Regions from separate parts of the Rattus norvegicus genome. Here region 2 is linked to region 1. The links are chromatin contacts, called in public HiChIP or PLAC-seq maps. All regions are on one chromosome and are shown on one strand. Each heading gives the region's core, a stretch centred on a gene start, on an enhancer-like site or on the middle of the called end of the contact. The rest is flanking DNA. Distances are from core to core; before and after follow the strand shown. Region 1 holds the start of Lclat1 (lysocardiolipin acyltransferase 1). Region 2 holds the start of Lbh (LBH regulator of WNT signaling pathway).

Evidence for each region. HiChIP or PLAC-seq counts read pairs in DNA pulled down with a chosen protein or histone mark.
Region 2: a contact with region 1 is called in an H3K27ac HiChIP or PLAC-seq map of oligodendrocytes, with 8 times the contacts expected there. The contact joins the promoter of Lbh here to the promoter of Lclat1 in region 1. A contact is called at or near these places in 1 of 12 Hi-C or Micro-C datasets (the A7r5 cell line) and 1 of 1 datasets of contacts at active chromatin or transcription factors (oligodendrocytes).

The regions. Positions count from the first base shown.
Region 1 is chr6:28,122,206-28,128,914 of GRCr8, reverse strand. Lclat1 (lysocardiolipin acyltransferase 1) reads left to right here and starts at 3,839. Exons shown (of 6, transcript XM_039113081.2): 1 at 3,839-3,961. It overlaps LOC100912066 (a long non-coding RNA gene), which reads right to left and starts at 3,764. Exons shown (of 5, transcript XR_010052504.1): 1 at 3,625-3,764.
Region 2 is chr6:28,341,933-28,348,641 of GRCr8, reverse strand. Lbh (LBH regulator of WNT signaling pathway) reads left to right here and starts at 3,787. Exons shown (of 3, transcript NM_001129880.3): 1 at 3,787-4,032. The coding sequence starts at 4,007.

The sequences.
Region 1 (6,709 bases), core at 2,590-5,089:
CACTGTCATTAGGACAAAATGGCAACCAGCAGATTTGGAAAAGATCTTTACCAATCCTGCATCCAACAGAGGGCTAATATCCAATATATACAAAGAACTCAAGAAGTTAGACTTCAGAGAATCCAATAACCCTATTAAAAATGGGGTACAGATCTAAACAAAGAATTCTCAATTGAGGAATATTGATATCTAATGGCTGAGAAGTACCTAAAGAAATGTTCAACATCCTTAGTCATCAGGGAAATGCAAATCAAAACAATTCTGAGATTCCACCTCACACCATTCAGAATGGCTAAGAGCAAAAACTCAGGTGACAGCAAATGCTGGCGAGGATGTGGAGAAAGAGGAACACTCCTCCACTGCTGGTAGGATTGCAGACTGGTACAACCACTCTGGAAATCAGTCTTGAGGTTCCTCAGAAAACTGAACACAGTGCTACCTGAGGACCCAGCCATAGCTGTTCTTGATAAGTGACCAGTAGAAGAATGTAACACAGGGGTATCTACTCCTTTGCCTCAAGGCTGAGCAAGCATTTGGAGTGATCCTGCTTCAGGGTTCCCATTGGTTCTAGCTGAAGCTTGTCTCCAGCTGAGACTACATGGTTGCTTTTCTCTTTCATCTCCTTAGTAGTCTTGTTTCTTTCACCCCACCTTCTTCTCTTGAGAGCAAGAGTCTTGTAAGCAGATCTATGCCTCAGCCCCCATTTCTAGGAAGCCACCAGCAGGAGGTGTCCTAGGAAGCCAACTAGAGATGGAATTCTCAAGAGGAGAGGATGGGAAATGAGGACAAGTCCCGTTGCTAGGCAACCGATCCCATTGGCTACTTCCTGGGGTATCAACAGTACCCCAGTTGAGCTAGCGCAACAGCTGACTTTGCTGAAGAAGGGAAGGATGCGGGAGAAGGGCTTTAGCTGCACAGTCTTTGGTGATTGCTAGGTTTGAAGAAAATACTGCGAGGACTTGCAGAGGGATGGCTAATGTTAAGCAAGCGACACGTTGGAACTGGAAGACTTGTTCAGCAGATTTTTAAAAGACGCTCGACACTTGCACCCTAACTGAAGACTAGGCGTAGCCCCAGAAATTTAAGAGCTGGCAAGATTGTCATCTTGGACATATTTCCAATGCCGAAGTTGGGGTACTGACATGGGAACAACAGAACCTTGGAGTGAGGTTTTCTTGAGAACTTTGAACCCTCAGATTCAAGCAGGCCTCTTTGACTTTGTTGGAAGATACAGGGTCTACTTGCTTGGGTCTGTGTGGCAAGTCTCATCTTGACTTGACAATCAAGGAGGGAACCACCCACGGTCAGAGCTCTGGGAGCCAAATCCAATATACTGCTGGGATGATTCTTAAAATTTGGGAAAGCAGATGACTGCATTAAAAGAGAGATCTCATGTGGCAATGGCAATGAAAAAAATTTAGAGAAGTTTCAGATGATTGACCAACCGACTAGAAACTTTTCTGGCTTCCTTTGTCCCTCAGCAAGGGCCTGGATGACATCGCTTATCACCCCAAGCCTCCGGGCTCTGCCAGAGAGTAACAGCATCATTGAGTAACAGCTCAGAGGTGTTTGTCTTCTAAAAGCAGAACAGGGCTAATGGGACTGTTGTTACATTAGTAGCATTGGGGACTGCAAGATGCCAGAAGAGCTGAGACAGTTCTGAGAAGCAGTGACAATCTAATTACCATAATGGGTAGCAAGATTGAAGTGACAGCCAGGGATCTCAACCTGACCTTAAGATGGCTGATGGAACATAGCAGGGGGTCTGTGGGCAGACAATAGGGGTTCTGTACAATATATAGTCTCAGCAGGTGAGCAGTAAGTAAAAGAGTGGGGTCCGACATCACCCCAATGGGAAATTCTAATCTGCTGCCCAGTTTCAAGACCTGAGCCTATTACTCTTAGACTGCAAGGACTGAAGGAGAGGCTTCTGAATATGAGAACCCATGTTTCTTCAGTGGGTCCTCATAGTCATATAAATGCATATACATATACACAAAAATACATATACATAAAAAATATACTTTTTTCAAAATGAAGTTTCTTCATGTAGCCCTGGCTGTCCTGGAATTTTCTCTATAGATCAGGCTAGCTTTGAACTCACAGATCTGTCTGCTTCTGCCTCTCCAGTGCTGGGATTAAAGACATGAGCCACCACCAGCCAGCTTTTTGTTGTTGTTGATGTTGTTCTTAAATAACCACAGACCCAGGAAAGAAACATGCTCTGATTGTTTTTGTTTTTGTTTTTAGAGAAATGTTGGTTAAAGGATCTAAATTGATGGGGTTATCCTGGAGTCCCAAGTATCCATCTTCCTTTATTACTTTCCTTTAATCCGTTAGAACAAAAGAGGAATCTCCAGTAGAGAAAAGGCTACATATAGACTCCTCACATTCTCAGAGAACGCACAGCAGTGCATACTTGAGAGGTTCTGGAGGATCGCCATGCTCAGTTCAAAGCAATGACATGCCTTAAAAAAACAAAACAAAACAAAACAAAAAAAAAACCCTAAGATTTTCCAGAACTCTTGAGTTTAGAGACAAAAATGAGGTCCATTCAACCTCATAGGGATAACTGCATTTTTGTACTGGTGTTTCTCCTGTGTTGTATTTTTTGTTTTCTAATAAAATTGTGGCACATCTCAAATACTTAAACATTGAATAAAAGTCAAGGAGATGTAATGCTGATTCTCTCCGGGAAGGTACCTGGCATTTCGTTTTTAAAATTTAGAGTCTTGCTGAGGCAGTCCTCCGGTTCTGTTAGGGGACTGCTGGGGTTAAGGGCTTGTGCCATCACACAAGGCTACCCTGTACTTAAAAAATTCATTTCTCTGTTTCATGTTAAATAAGCAGATTAAATGTATAAACACACATGAAGAGCTGTTGAAAGGCTCTGTAGGCTATGAGTGGACGTTTATTATTTTTAAAGATTTCTCTTATTTGTTAAATCAGCAAGAAGGTATTGTGCAGGGGAACTGCAAAGAGGTTATATTAATCGGTCTCTAGCGTCCAGGGGCTTAGTCTGGTAGGTTAGGGGTTAGATCCTGTAGAAAGGAACAAAGACCTTTCAAGAAAAGTGTCCGAAAAAAAACAAAAAACAAAACAAGAAAAACCCAACCTCAACAACAAACAAACAACAACCAAACCAAAAAACAAAACAAAACAAAAAACCAACAACAACCAATCCGACTGGGCCATGCAGGAGAGGAAAAGTTGAGAGTTGAGCAAACACTGTTGAATTAGCCAACAGCTGTGCACCACGGAATGTGGATTTGCTCTTTCACTTGGGGCAAGAAAATAAGGCTTGTAAATTAAGTGTCTCTGATATGTTTTTCATCATGCAACCCCGGGTTGAACGAAGGTGAGTTTAGTTTTACACCATCAGGACCAGGATTCTAGAGCTGGCCGCGTAATTTGCTCTTTACTTGGAGCAAGAAAGTAAGAGTTGTAAATGACTGCCTGTGATTTGATTTCCATGAGGCAACCTCAGGCATTGACCGTGCCTTGAGTTTTGCGCCATCAGAAACTCAGGCTCTAGAATTGGCTGGATGCTAATTTGCTCTTTGATTCCGGGCATAAACGTTAGGCTTGCAAATGAGTGCTCTAGATTTGCCATCCTCTACGCACCTATTAGGTTCCCCGAAGACCACCGATGAGTTCTGATTTTTGGTTTCTTGCTCCTCTACCCTACCAGCTTTGGCAGGAATCTGCAGTGAAGTAGGCTGATCTGGGGCGCGGCTCCTTTAAAGGAGCCTAGACGACGCCCGGGGTCTCTCGGAGTTGCGGAGCAGGGGCGGAGCGCCCCGCTCAAGGGCTTCCCACGCAGCCGGAGACGCCTTGCGTCACAGCGCCAGTAGCCAATCAGTGTGGAGTCTGGAGGGACGCATTACTAAGGCGACGGGCTCGACGCCTCCCCGCTTCGGGATGAATTAGCGGCGGGTTCTGCTCGCAGGTTGTGACCCCCGTGAGTCGCAGTTTCGCCCCAGTGTCCCCGCGACGTCGCGCGTTCCCCCCGGCGTGTCCCAGGTGCGCGGCCCGCGGCGTCAGGTGTGGGCTTCGGCGCGGAGAACATGGCGGCGGCCAAGGGATTTTTCCCGAGTGGGCGGATGGGGAGCTGCGGCTCGACCGCTTTTCCCGAGAGCAGGCCTCCTCGGGTGGGCCCTGGGGGACAGTCACTCGCGGGAATTGGGTGGAGGGCTAGGGCGAGCGACTCTAGGGAGGCGGAGGCCTCCGGAGCCCAGCAGGCTGCGGAGGCGAGGAGCGTCGGGTGTCCGGTCTGTGCTCACTGACAACCACCTTCCTGTCCACACCACACCTCGGCGAAATGCGGGAGCTGCCGAGTCCCTAAACACCGCCTAAGGTGTACCAGGGGCCAGATTCAGGTGCACGAGCCTTCCCAGGGGTAGCCACGTGGAAAGCCCAAAAGAGAGTTTTTCAGGGTTCAAGCTGTTTGTTTCTTGCGGGCGACAGAGGTGTGCCCTAGGTCTAGGTGGCAGTGCCAGATGGAAAGATTGTCCACATTGAAGGCTGACTTCGAGTTCGATTTTCCTTTTAATCGGTGTTCGCTCTCGCTAAGGGCTGGCCTCCCAATTCACGGTCCTTGCCTCTGCACTCATATTGGTGCGATAACAGGCGTGCTTCACCACGCCCACCTGGCAGGTTTGGTCTTTCAGGTTGTATCTTAACATCTAAGATTATGTTTGACCAGAAGCAGTAAAGACAAGACTAAGGTGTTTCTTTGTGGTTGTGGAGCTGTTTTGTTTCCTGGATCTTGCCTGAAGGCTTAGTCGCCTCTGATTGGATCTGAGTTTTGCATTCAATTAAGTCCAGGAAAAGCATTGAAAAAGAAATAGGTGAAGGCATTACCAAGAAACAATGCTTCCCATTCAAATCCATCACGTATTTCTGCAAAGAAACAACCTGGCATAAAAAGTTAAAAAAAATTGGACTACTTTTAAAAATACTATTTTGTTGAAAGACTTTGCAAAATTCGTGTGTTTTAAAAATACTTTCGTTTGTGTACGTGAGACTGGACGAGTTTATATTCACCATGCGACATGGTGCAGGAGCTGGAGTTTCAGATGTTTTTTGAGTTTCCTAAGGTGGGTGTTGGGAACTCAACCCTGCTCTTAACCACTGAGCTCTATCACTGCAGCCCTTAGATTTGTGTGGTTTTGAATTAATAAAGGAATTGAAAAAAATCACAGAGCACTCACTTAGCTTTAGTCCTAAAAGCTTCTGCAGGGTGCTCAATGTATCTGCACTGTGATTTCCATGTGGCTTTAAGTTGAACAAATGTTTTGGATTCCTCTTTCCACAGGTCTCAAGGTTGGCTCCTGCAGATGTTAGGAGGGACTTTTCCAAACGGAATCTGGGGAAATAGGGTCAGTTTGGCCTAGGGTTGGGGTTGTATGTAGTAGTAACTAGGTTGCTTCTTAAAAAATGTGGTAATTATGTAACGTCTATGAGGCACTTGGTCTTTGAATAGAGATGACATTGAGGTTTTCTAAGCGGGGGTGGGGGGAGGAGACAGTTCCTATAAAAGACTTATAGTGTGGTAAGAATTGACATTGATTAGTTTGTACTACTCTGCTTGTTGGTATGTCAGGGGACTTATAAGTAAGGGTCAACTCAGTCACCCAACACCAGTGTAAAGTGAGCACTTTAACAGATGAGGAAACTAGAGCACATTGACATTTAAGTCATTTGTCCTTAACCGCACGGCTAGCATCATGAGTCCAGTCTGTGGCTCCTGCCCCCTTTCTCTGTCTTGTACTGCGGATGGAATGCAGGGGCTTGCACATCTAAACAAGCACTCTTATCACTGAACTGTCCCCAGCCCCATTTTTATTTTTAGAGACAGGCTGGGTGTGATGGCTATCCCAGTTGTCAACTCGACTATAACTGGAATGAACTACAGTCCAGAAACAGAAATGGAGGGCACACCTGTGATCCAGACTGGAAGACACAGGCTGCTGCTGCTTCTTTTTTTTTTTTTTTTTGGTTCCAAATCATGAGGCTTAGTGGCTCTGAAAAGCTTTGGTCTAGGCAAGGCGAAACACACCTTTAATCCCTGGAGAAGGAAACATACCTCTTGAGTTCAAGGCCAGCCTGACAGCAAGTTCCAAGAAAAGCTTAGGCCAGGCACACCTTTAATCTGGGTCACACCTTCTGCCGGAGGCCTATATAAGGACAATGCGTGAAGGCAGAGGTGGTGGTTCTTTGCCTGCTTGCATTTACTGCCAGCATATCTGTTGGAACCTAGCCTCGTGGGACTGAGAAACCACTAGATTCTTGGGCTTCCCATTTGCATCTGGCCATTGTTGAGTAAGTCATTTCAATAAATTACCTCTATAAGTTCTGAGACTCTAGAGAACAAGGGTTAGTCTTGAACTCTTTAGCTCAGGAAGGTCTTGAACTTGTGATGTTCTTCTTGCCTCAGCCCTCTAAATAGTTGCGTTTACAGTCCTACAGTCCTGCACCCCAAAGCCTGGCCCCCTGTGTTCTTCTGTACCTTCACTATATGTGTACGGGAATATCGTGTGCTAAGGGGAGTGTGTGAGCTGAGTGTAGTCGTCTAAACAGCTACTTTCACTCTTTGCTATCTGTGGTAGTTACTTTGGTGATTTTGGTTAAGTAGTGTGTTCATTCTACTTTTTCTCTAAGACAGCAATCTAATCTGTAGTGCCGTTAGTCTGAAACTTAATCTGTA
Region 2 (6,709 bases), core at 2,538-5,037, 220 kb before region 1:
GACACAGGCTTTGGAGCTTGCAAACACCAGGGTTCTATTTTGGCTTAGCCACCAAAAGGCCTTGTGGCCGTGGCCAGGGTACTTAATCCCTGGAGACTAGATGTCTTCATTCATCCATAAAGGGTAGTCACAGGGCCTGTGACTAAGGTGTTCTGAGGCATAAACATGAGAACACCTCAGCAAATGCTGCTCCTTGCCTCCCCAGGCTGTCCTCAAACAGATCAAATATACTTACCAAAGTACCATAGAACTAACCAGAGTGCCTGTTTCACCACTACCAGGCAACATTCTCCTTGGCAAAACAAAATATTGTCCTTGACCTAATGTGAGACACATCTCTAGATGAATTTAGTTCGGGACTTCTTAATAAAATGAGTAGTTAGCCATGTGCCTCCTAGCCACACGGTTACAAGTGAGATAGTAAACGCTAATAAGATTTTAAGTCCAACTGGCCATGGTGCCTCACACCTGTAATTCCCAGCACTTGGGAGGCCAAAACAGGCTTGCTGCAAGTTTCAGGCTAGGCTGAGCTACAGAGTGAGACCCTGTCTGAAAAACAAAACAAAACATTTCCAGGCTATATTATGTGTATAATTGTATATACACTTATCACCATATATGCATGTCTTAAGTTCTTTATCCTTTAAAAAAGCCTTTTTTTAAAAAAACTGGTGTTATGCAAAGGAGAAAGGAGCTAAGAGACCAGACTGATGCAAGATTATAAAGCAAAATAATTCTATCTGGATTTTTTTTTTATTTAAGTTGAATTGCAATTCAACCCTTTGGTCCCTCAGGACCAAGGTGGATGGTGGAGATGGTGCCGAGGGCACAGTGGATCTGCACACACTAGGGGATGCTCCATGGATGTTGGTTGATGGCTCAGGTCTCTCATCTGATCTCTGCTGTGGGCTTCTTGGCAAACAGGGAGCACACTGCAGTGTGATCACGGAAAGAACACTTGCCCAGTGGTCTGACACTGTGGTTTCCATCCCCATCACGAACAGGCTGGCGAACGTGAACGTGCCATTTAATCTGTGGAGTGTCTTCTCTCCTGTAAAATGAGGAACCTGGAATTCACCACTTGGAAGGTCTCTTTCAGTTCTAAGGTTCTGGGGCTTGAAGTCATTTCATTTGCTGGTTTCTGTTTATTCAAAGGCAGTAAGGGTAGAGACCTGTCTCATAGAGCAGAGAGAAGAGATGTTGTGTGTGCCTCAAAATCTCTTGCATCTTTTTTTTTTTTTTTTTTTTTTGAGACAGGCTTTCTCAGTGTAGCCCTTGCTGTCCTGGAACTCTCTCTGTAGATCAGGCTGGCCTTGAACTCATAGAGATCTGCCTGCCTCTCTCTGCCTCCTGAGTACTGAGATTAAAGGCTTACACTGTCACTACCTGCCCAGTCTCCTGTATCTCAAGGGAGCGAGGAAAGGCAGAGATAGGGAACAATGTGACAGAAGAGGAAGCTGAGTGTCCAGCTCCAGCCCAGCCTGGTCTAGCTTTGACAAGTTCCCTAATTTACTTCAGCCACGGTTTGTACATCTGTAAACTGGGCACTGTAAACTGTTAAGCTGTGCTATTTGACCTCAGCCCCTTCGGTTGAAAGCCAGCATGGTGACATTGTTTTGAAAGGTTGCAAGGAACTACATAAATGCAGTAGCACTGAGAATTGGTATAGTCTAGATTTGGGAATCCCGATCCAAGGCTGCCTTTCTGCTCTAACTTACCGAGAGGTGAAATTGAGCTGAAATGTTCATTCATACACTTCCCAGAGAGTAGTCACCTGGCACTAACTCGGTGTACTCCAATGTAGGGCATTTCCCACGAGGCCAGGTTGTTACTCTAGAGAGAGACTTTACCTCGCATCCTCTTCCCCAAAAGGGCTGATTGACATCTGTGGTGTGTGGTGGTGGTGGTGGTGGTGGTAGGGTTAAGATAGCTTTCTAACGTTTAATAGCCTCACAAGGGAATAATCACAAATAAGTAACATGTGCCTGTGATAGGTCACCGTGGTAAGGTAGCCACCTTTCAGCTCAGGCCTTGTTGAGGGATTGTATGGGCAAACATGGGAGAAGGTTTCCTTCTGCTCATCCCAGGGTCTGCCTCAGGGACCACCTTCAGAAGCTTTCCAGGAAAGCTCAGTCTAGAATCTAGATCTCTAAACTTTGGCTTCTCTTTGGCTCCCCAAGTGACAATATGTCACATGCCTGAGAACGGTACTGAGATATTTCCCCATCCTATTAAAAGCTCCTGCTCATAAAACCCAGCCCCCGTCCCCACACCAGACCCCTGTCACCTGGCCAGAGCAGAAGGGAAGTCCCGAACAGCACAATCGGCTCTTGATTTGTCTCAAGGCTAAGGACAGTCTCGTTTATTTTTCTGATTACAGGACTTATGAAATACAGCTCTCTTAGGATGCTCCAGTTTTTACTCAGGTTGTATATAGGTACACATAGTTGGGAAAGCAGTTATTGCAAAATTGCTCTTATAGGTTTATTTTATTTTTGGGTTAATTTGGAGAGAACAAGTAGATAAATGAAAATTATGAGGTCCTCTTTCCTGACATCCTCATGGCCCTACCATTGAAAACTCCTCTCTTGATCCCAGCAGCATTTGACTGGAAATAACCAGTACACTTTTCTTTCAGGGTGCAGACTTATTTTAAATCACATTTAATTGTGTTTAGTTTTCGACCATGGGCTCTCCCTTTTCCCAATCCCTTTATGCACATAGGTCAAGGTTATGAAGCTGTTTTACAAGAGTAATTGAAACAGAGGCCACAGAGGGGCAGCGCTGGGCACTGAGTCGGATTCCTGTCTTCCTGGCTCTGCCGGCTGCACAGCAGCTCAGTCTCCTAGATAGACACCGGAACCGCAATTCCTGGGCTATCAAAGAGTCAGTCTCCCTTAGCTCTTTGTATTTTCTAGCAGACCGGCTCTGGGGACTATGGCTATTAGGGTGTACTTACATTCTGCCCGTCCTCCTCACCCCCTACTCCCAGCGCAAACCCTGTGTGCGACTGTGTGTGTGTGTGTGTGTGTGTGTGTGTGTGTATACGCAAGCGCGTTCGCGCAATGGAAAAACCCTAGTAAGACACCACATCCTTTCTCCAACAAACAGAGCCCTCCATGGACTCCAGGACTGCAGATGTTTAGAAAGCCAATATGCCTTCTCGGGCATGGGTGCCTTCAGCTTCTCGTCTGCAATCTTCTTTCCCATCTTTTCTTTTTCCTAGTCTCGCCCTGGACGCCACGATCAGGGTGCCGCGGGCGATGATGCCCAAGAGAGGCCTACTTTGCATGGCTGACCAGTGAGGGGTCCTGAGATGTGGGAGTCACAGAGAACACGGCAGCATGCGCTGGGCTGGAGAAACGGCGCCTTCCCCACAGCGAGCTGTCACCTCCCGCGTGGGTCCCCACTCTTTCCTCACGCCCACCCGTCCCCGTAGCCTTTAGAGTCCCAGGCTGTGCGCGGGAAGGGGGCTGCGGACGCTGCAGATTTGTGGGCAGGAAGCAGCATTGACATTGAACTCCAGCTCGGGAACGCGCGTGTGTGTCAACGGTGGGGAGGGGGCTGGGCTCGTAGCTGCTGCGAACTAGCTCAGTCTGGGTGCAGAGCCCCGCTGGTCCCCGCCGCCGCCCGCGGGAGCTGCGAGCGCTGAAGCCATTCATGATTTTGGTGACGTTATTCTAAGAGTGGGCGAGGGGAGGCGGGGCCGCTCCCGGACAAGCCCCGCCCCTCTCTTATAAATGCTGCTTCCCGGGCTCTTTGTGGGACCCGGAGCTCGGTGGAGAGCGGAGAGCTTGGTCTGCACTGCCGACGCCGCTGGCAGCGAGGCTGTCTCCGGAAGGCAGACCTGCGATAACCCAGTGCCCGCTCTCGGCTGCCCGTTGCTCTCCTCTGCGCCCCTGCCAATCTCATTCAGGACTCAGTGACCGTTTTTTTTTTTTTTTTGTTTTGTTTTGTTTTGTTTTTCTTAATCACAAGGGCGTGGGTCAGCCTCCCCTAGGACTTCATGTCTGTATATTTCCCCATTCACTGGTGAGTATCTTGCGCCTGTGGCGGACGCCAGTTTAACCCGGGTGGCTGCGCAGTCTGGCAGCCGCCTAGTGCCGGCTCCGGGTGCGAGGCCAGAGAGTGGCACGGACACCCAGTGCGGGTTAACCCGCCCGCCTCAGCCCCTGCAGGAGTCGACGTCAAGGTTGCAAAGCTGGGGGTTGGGGGAGGCGGTGCTGAGAGCATCCAGACAAAGGAAGTGAACTCGGAACCTTCACTTAAGTGGTGGCCAGAGGGTGTGGATGTGGTGGCGTTGGGTGGGGAGAACCTGGGGTCCCACTGAAGGCCCCCTAAGGAAACCCTGTCCGCCGAGGGCAGCAGGAGATGAGTCCTGCTTGGTGCAGGGGGCTCCGGCTCCCCGGGCCCCTCCCCTTTTCCTTTTTGTTTGCACGCAAGTCTCGGCGTCGAGGATGGCTGCAGCGGGGCTGAGCTGCTGGTGCAGCCGCTGGGTTTGCAGAGCTTCTGGGGGAGGGAGGGTGCTGGGGAGACGCTCTCCGCACAAGCAAGCCACAAGCATCAGGGTGCACACTACACCCTCACAACCCCTGCCTTCTCCGTAGTCCCTAAAATCCCAACACGCCTTTGTGGAGGGCCGGGGCTGGAAAGGAGCCGGTTCTCCCAGTGCCAGATTGGAAGAAGCCGTTCACCACTGAGTCGGGGGCTGCAGAGGTTTGCCTTCAGCCCGGGAGGGTTGGGTTGTGGAGGATCAGCGCTGGGAAGGATCCGGGGACAGGCCCCTAGCTGCTGGGACGTGCGCGCCAGCTGCTTCTTCCTTCCTGCTGTGGTGTAGAGGAGGGGCGCTACAGGGAGGCGATCACCCATGGTCCTGGAGCGCGCTCGCAGGTGCCAGCCTTGGAGAGCCAGTCCCCGGTCCAATGCAAGCTCTGAACCCGGGAAAAGAGGCGCTGTTCTGCTTAGCCCAGGAACTCTGAAAGTTCGTGTTTCTCAGTTTAACTTTTTGGGCCGGCGCCACAGTTCCAAGAAGGAACAGAACGCCGCTTACGGGAGGGGAAGACCCTGGTCATAGTGCTGTAGTGCTACGGACTCCCTTCTTTCCGGGGTTGGAGACGGTTGTTTTCAGACCCGGGAGGAAATTGTAAAAGTCTAAACTTCTGGGTTCGGTCCCCAGCTCCGAAAAAAAAAAAAAAAGTCTAAACTTGCCCCCAAGCCAGTCACCCTTTCTTAGTCTCTTCTTCCTCCCAGTTTAACTATGATTAGAGAGGCTTTCAAAAGAAAGTAAAAATCCCCTACACTTGAAGCTTGTGTACCCCCTCATGTGCAGACAAGTCAGTTGCCCTATGGGTGAGGCTTTGAAGAGTTGAGGCCTTGTGCTTCACATCCCCCAACCCCCAACCCCAGTTCAAAATCTAGTAAGGTAGAGAGAGATAGATGTTAGAAGCCCTTAGGGACATTAGCCCCCCAGTCACCCATTAAGCTTTCTGATTATTTTGTTAATTAGCACTTCCTACAATGTCTGCAACATTTTCCCCTCCAGATATGACCATGAGATATGCATTATTAGCAATCATTAGCATCCTGGTCATAAACAGGGCTCCCCGCAGCTCAGAGAGGTTCTCTGTTAGAGATCACACAGCTCTTAAGCAGGGAGGGCATCTTTTCCAGACCCGGGAGGGGATTGTGGAAAGTCTAGCTTCTAAACCTAACTAAACCTGCCCCCAAGCCAGTCCACCCTTTCTTCGTCTCTCCTCTCCCTCCCAGAACTTCTATTGACTCCTTTTATTCCCTGTGCCAAATATCATTTCTACTCAGGTATACAAAAAGGAAAAAGAAAAAAGATCCTTGTCTTCCTGTTTTCTTAGATGTAGTTTCTCTAAAGCCTACCCCTGCCTTGCCTTTTACCTTGTTAAAACTTTGTACACAGATGTGATCGTGAAAATACCGGGTGTTGTGCCATGGGTATTGGGTATGAATATTCGGTACCATGCTTACTGAACTCCGTGTATGTCCCACCGCCTGTGCAAGGATAATGCGTTGTTTGTACACTGCTTAGGGAGTACAAAGTACTTTCACATGTCAGCCATTGGTGGGCCAAGTTGGCCCTTCTGGAAATTTCCTTGCACTCAGAATCTGTACCCTTAAGGCTTTTAATCCAGGGATGTTTTTCATGCTGGGAGTTAGCAGCAGCAGCTGCTAGAACTCCAGAAGGGGTGGCAGATGTGAAGCTTGCAGAAAAGCTGACCCCTTGGGGTGGGACATTTTGCCTAAAGGAGCACCAGACAGACAGAGACAGTGAAGAAGGTACCATGATTAGATGATTAGACTTTGTCTCCCGGAGGCTGGACTGCTATTGTTATTATGTAATCCTACTGTGCAGTTCCCACTGGAAATCCATGGGCAAGATTACTCTCATTTTTAATGGGTGAAGGGAAACCTGGCTGCATTATTTTCATGTGGACACACAGACGCAGCACTCCCCCAACCCCACCCCCGCCCGTGCTGCCACCGTTGTGTTTCTAGTTTGTTTAAAAGAAAATTCAATTTGCTTTGTGAAGGGGTTGGGGTGTGTGTGTGTGTGTGTGTGTGTGTGTGTGTGTGTGTGTGCAAGTGTGTGTGTGAAGTTGCAGAGGGCAGGCTTTGCCTCTTGAGGCCAGTGAGCCACAGTGCTGTAGGCCTGCTGGTTTTTTGCTCCTGTGAGCTTGCT